Linked DNA regions of Triticum aestivum: region 2 is linked to region 1. Evidence: chromatin contacts called from public Hi-C data. All regions are on one chromosome and are shown on one strand. Each heading gives the region's core, a stretch centred on a gene start, on an enhancer-like site or on the middle of the called end of the contact. The rest is flanking DNA. Distances are from core to core; before and after follow the strand shown. Region 1 has its middle 6.6 kb from the start of LOC123097634. Region 2 holds the start of LOC123097637 (inactive glucose-6-phosphate 1-dehydrogenase 4, chloroplastic).

Region 1 (2,744 bases), core at 62-2,561:
GCACGCCCCTCGTGACTCCCATTGGACACTCGTGAAACGGATTCTCCGATATATCCATGTCACGATGTCTCTTGGACTCACTCTCACGGCGTCCACCTCTATGGATATGGTGGCTTATTCCGATGCTAATTGGGTTGGCTGCCCTGGCACACGTCGCTCCACTTCTGGCTACTGCGTCTACCTCGGTCCCTCCCTCGTCTCGTGGTCGCCCAAGCGACAACCATAGTTCCGCGCTCCAGCGCGGAGGCCGAGTACCGAGCAGTGGCTAACGCAGTCGCCGAGTGCACCTGGCTACGGCAGCTACTTCAGGAGTTGCATCATGATGTCTCCCAGGCCACGGTTGTCTACTGCGACAACGTCTCTGCGGTGTATCTTTCCACCAATCCCGTTCATCATCGCCGGACCAAGCACATCGAGCTGGACATTCGCTTTGTGCGTGAACAGGTAGCCCTTGGACGCATTCGGGTTCTCCATGTTCCGACCGCACAATAGTCGCCGATGTGATGACTAAGGGTCTGCCAACTTCCACCTTCGAGGAGTTTCGTTCCAGTCTCTGTGTCTTTGGCGATGCTTCGACTGCGCGGGGTGGAGGTGTATATTGTGTCTTGGGCCCACCTCCTAATTCTCTTGTATAGTTGAGGTTGTGGCACTCATCTTGTACATCATATATACGTGTCCAGTGCACCGATGCAATTGTGTTGCATGGCCTAAACATTGTCTTGTACACTACTGTAGCTGCCATCCTAACACAACCTCAGATCGATCAATTAAAACTGGCAGTGAGAAAATTCACACGTGTATCCCCTTGGTCTGGAAGCAGGCACTTTCCTACCACGGGAAAATTCACACCACGGATGCACGTGCATGTGGTACACACAGAGAAACAAAGAGACATCTCGATCGATGCCGATCGCCACGGCGCCAAACGCAGATTTTCTCGGTGAAGCCGTACGTGGACTGGAACAGGAAGACCACCGAGATGTTGTAGGGTTTGAACTGAAAGGCGACATGTACGCACCACACGCCTGCACCCCCTTTCAGATACACTAGCAGTACCCCTCAAAAAAATAATTACACTAGCAGTACAAGCCTAGGCACAAGTGAACAAACGGTCACGCGCACAAAAGTAACCAGACGTCCACGTCCATGTCGACCAAGATCAATAACTCCAGCGCCCTGCTTTTCCAGGAACCTTCACCTCTCTCTCTCAAAATTATCCCGCGCCGGTCGTCCAATCAACCCACTCACCAACTTTCCCAAGCAACGGTACGATGCGCACGAAACCGTCACGCCCTATGACCGTGCGGTGCTGCGGGAGATACCGGTGTGGTGTGACCCCAAGCTCAATCAAAGCCCCATGTGCCACAATTCGCTCCGGCCGGAGCCCGCAACAAAATTATTATCCGGCGGATTCCGGGAACCTGCAGGGGCCAATCCACAGCCACAGAAGCGCAGTGGTGATATCTTGAAACAAAGATCGTCTCCCTGACCGGACCTTGTAATCTTGCGGCCGCGCAACCCTATATAAGGCCCCGCCAACAAAACCCCCCCATCACCTCCTCATCCCAAAGCAGCTTAGCTTAACCAACTTGGCTCAGCTGGTTGATCGCTCTGTCCGCTTCAACTTCATCGCAGCGAGGCGCGCGCTCTCCTTGGCTTCGTCCCATTGCTGCTGTACGTATTCGATCGAGATTGTGGGGATGGACAAGCTGAGCGTGCACCACGGGCAGCACAACGGCATCTCCAAGCCGCCGGTGCACCACCACGGCAAGGGCGGCGGGAAGGGCAAGGGTGGCGGCAAGGGGATCAAGGTCGTCTACATCTCCAGCCCCATGATGCTCACCGCCAGCGCCGAGGAGTTCCGCGCCGTCGTGCAGGAGCTCACGGGCCGCGACTCCAACGTGGCCGACCACGACGCCCCGGGCGTCTCGTCCTACTACTCGTCGTCGTCCTCATCCTCCTACTCCTCGTTCGGGCGCGCCTCTCCGACGGCGGGGGCTACGGCCGCTGCGGGCGCCCGGGCTTTGCCTCCGGCGATGGCGTCCACGGCGGACTACGCGACCGGCGCCGGAGCCATGCCTCCGCCGTTCCAGAGCATGTATGATCAAACGGGAGGCGCCGGCCTGCTTTACGGCCAAGACTACTGGTAGGATCGGAGATCGGTCACCTCGTGGCGGTCGACGGTTCGGCATGCCGTGTGAATTTGCTGTCTACAGTCATGCTTCATGTTTCTTCGATTTTCGATCGACTTGTACTGGAGATGGTAATGTCATGTTGATACGAGAGCTTAGTACATATTTTCGTTTACTTGTCTTTTGCCCTTGTTGTTCGAGATCTTCTCCCACCGTCATGGCAGCATCACCTTTCATCTATGCTCGTATATGTTTGGAATCAAGCTACTCTCTTTTGCTTTGGATCATGATAAATGTCACATGTGTGGCACAAACACATACCAACTCTCAAGGTTTTTTATGGCAAGTTTAATGACACGAGGATGACAACTTAATTGTCAAGCATGGCAACTTTTCTTTCGGATGACAAATTTCAGGATCTTTTAGGTTTACTTTTTCTTTTCGAATGACAACTTTAGTTATAGAAAACATCAGGACCGGAGTGCTTCGTGCCACACGTGTGACACTTATCATTTGAATTTGTTTTGTTACTAGGTTTCACTCAAAATACATTCCTAGTGGTTTTTTAGGTGAGGCGGGGATGTGGTTGGTTTCAAGATACTAATGGGTTTT
Region 2 (2,744 bases), core at 151-2,650, 180 kb before region 1:
CAGTAGCTCCAATGACAGCAATGCAAAGAGATGGTATACTTTCAGGTTGGTCATCAAAGTTATCAAACAGAACAACGCCTTCCTCTAGTACAGGACGATCAGCTTCAGAGTGGTTGAGTCCCAGATGCATTGAACTTTTGTCATCGATCGAGTTATCTGACATAACAGAGCTTGTATTTGCTGTTTCACCTCCAGTTTCTACATAAAAGGAAGAAATAATGTGTGTCAGTGTGTGTGAAAGCATCTGGATGCAAGCAAATAACCACGGAGAAATTTGTGATGACAGTAGTAAGATAGTATGGTGAAATCTGGGGACTAGCATATTTCACAAATAATGCAAACTGAACATAACTTTCAAAGGCATGAAGCAAACTAGTGCCATGCACATGTAAAACTGCGGGAATGATAAGCCAGGAATCCCATAATTTTGATAGATATACTTGAAGTAGCAAATAGCAAGTGGTTTCCGAATACCAACCATCAGCAAGCTGTACATTCCGACGAGTTATCCTTCCAGTCAGCGATGCAACCTTGAAGCAGTCAGGAATTTTACCAACCCCTTGAATTTCCAGCTTTCTCTGAACTTGCGATCCATGCCTCCTCAGGGCCTTGTGGAGCTTCATCTTGGCAGCAATCCAACATTGCGTTCTAAGAGTGACAGCAGGTCCTGCAACCTACGCGCAGAAGCATCAAACAGCAGTTGATCAGCACTTGAATGTGTCCATGTCTACTAGTACATCTGACAGTAACTAAACCAGATGCAGAACAAATAGAACGCAAGCATCATCTGTAGGCAATATGGGCCTCAGCATTCCGTCAGCCTCAGGCGCCAGAACGAGCCACAAGAATCACGTGCTCACACACGCATTTCATCGAATATCCTGATAGGAGACAGGAGCACTTGCCCTTCCATCCACCCCTCTTGGCCCGTAGGAATGACGCATGACGCATCCATCGTCACAGAATCCAGCATAGCACCATAACCATAGCAACTTGGTAAAGGCATTTTATCAAGCAGGTCAAGCGCGCCACAAGGGTGGAAGGAGGCCGAAAGGCACGACGGCCACCAACCACAGGAGCTCGGCTGGAGTACTCACCGGGCTGAAGCGCGCAGCCCCCAACGAAGGCGGCGCTGGAGCTGCTGAAGCCGTCACGGCGAGGACCGTGGTAGCCATGCTCGGCGTTGGCGCTTCTTTCTCGGTCCGCCGTATCCCGCCCCGCTTCTTTTTAGTCTCACGGCGGTGGCCGGTGCCAGGATCGTGTCACTGTCAGGCCCCGGCTGATCTGATAGTGATAGACAGCCACGCGACAGTAGCTAGCTGTACGTGTCGTCGGTCTCAGTTATCACGAGGGAGTGGATAGCGACGCTCTGTAGCCGCCCCCGTTGGGATGGACATTTCGCAGTACAGCCAAAAAAGCCCTAGGAAAGTGACAAAGTACTCCTTGCTTTGCGAAATACGTACAGAGCAGCAAGTCTAAAAATAACGTTGCTCATGTGTAAATGCCGGTTGCTGATTGGGCTTTGCCCCAAGCGAGAATTAATCCTGCTCCTAAGCATTGGCCACCTCCTACTACAGACTCCGTTGCTCTATCAGTTGATGGATCTTTTTCAGTTGATTATGGCGCCGCAGCCGTAGGGTTGATTCTCCAGCGACATGATGGATCAGTTATTTTTGCAGCATACTGATATATTTTCAATTGCAATGATGCATTGGAAGTGGAGATACATGCGCTTATGCAAGGGATGGCATTTGCTATACAACACTCCAATTTTTCGGTGATTGTTTAATCTGATTCTAGTGTGGCGTTATCGAGTTTGACAGGAGATGGATTGATTCGTTCTGCCTATGGACATCTCGTAGCTGAAATTAAGGCATTGATGAGGGATGGGGGGTTTATTCCCCAGAAATTAAATAAGGATCAAAATAGAGTCGCTGACCGCTTAGCAAATTATAGTCGCGTAGAGTGTACCGCGGCTGTGTGGATGCATCTCCTTTTTCATCGCAAAAAAAGGACGCGTGCTCCTGGGAGCTAAACTTTTTCGCTATCAGCTACCGCTTTGCCGTTTCGAAGCATGGGATGCAGTTTCACTATCCAAGTTCTTGGTTATGACAAACACAAATTGGTACTACTGAATTTGTATGAGAAATATTATTGTCATCGTCGCTATTGTTATTGTTTTTCTTTAAACAAAGGCGTGAGCTTTGCCTCGTCTATTAATTAAGAAGTTTATTGTTACAAAGATACCCTACAACCAAAAGTGTTACTCTCTTAATATTATTTTTTCTAACTTTTTAGCACCCGCTTTGGCCCAAAGCACGGCCTCCTCTTTAATTAAGCTTAGAAGGATTGGATGTGGAACGATCTTGTGACAGAAGACATGGGCATTTCTCTTGTTTGAGAGAGAGACCATGACTTTCCTATGAGGGGTGTTGGCATATGATAAATTGATCCACCAATTTTTAACGTAATTTTTGGAGTGCCACAAGATGGTATCAATGTTTTCGAGGTGTATCCAATCATTGACAAAATTCCAAATGTAAATTGGGAAGCGGTTGTTGTGCAAAAGTAGTATACAAAAATTACACTCATAACTCAGGTTTGGAGCCCGCAAAAACAAACTCAGATTTGCAAACTATGCCCATGCAGAGAGAGTAGACTGTTAGTTGACGCAACATCTAACGATGTGTCTGTATAATGAGCTATGCTCCTGCGTGAGCTTGTGGACTTATTTATGGGCATGT

The links. A called contact is a pair of places that touch in the nucleus more often than the background predicts.
Region 2: a contact with region 1 is called in a Hi-C map of leaf, with 4 times the contacts expected there. The contact joins the promoter of LOC123097637 here to the enhancer-like site in region 1. A contact is called at or near these places in 2 of 5 Hi-C or Micro-C datasets (both in leaf).

The regions. Positions count from the first base shown.
Region 1 is chr4D:314,079,813-314,082,556 of IWGSC CS RefSeq v2.1, reverse strand. No RefSeq gene overlaps it. Among protein-coding and RNA genes, the nearest start is that of LOC123097634, 6.6 kb to the right of the region's middle. Within about 2 kb of position 1,311, at least 3 of the 8 cell types and tissues checked have an H3K27ac peak or open chromatin away from gene starts, as enhancers often do. A contact at or near this core is called in leaf, where this site is marked.
Region 2 is chr4D:314,264,269-314,267,012 of IWGSC CS RefSeq v2.1, reverse strand. LOC123097637 (inactive glucose-6-phosphate 1-dehydrogenase 4, chloroplastic) reads right to left here and starts at 1,400. Exons shown (of 12, transcript XM_044519426.1): 1 at 1,098-1,400; 2 at 479-674; 3 at 1-198. The coding sequence starts at 1,175.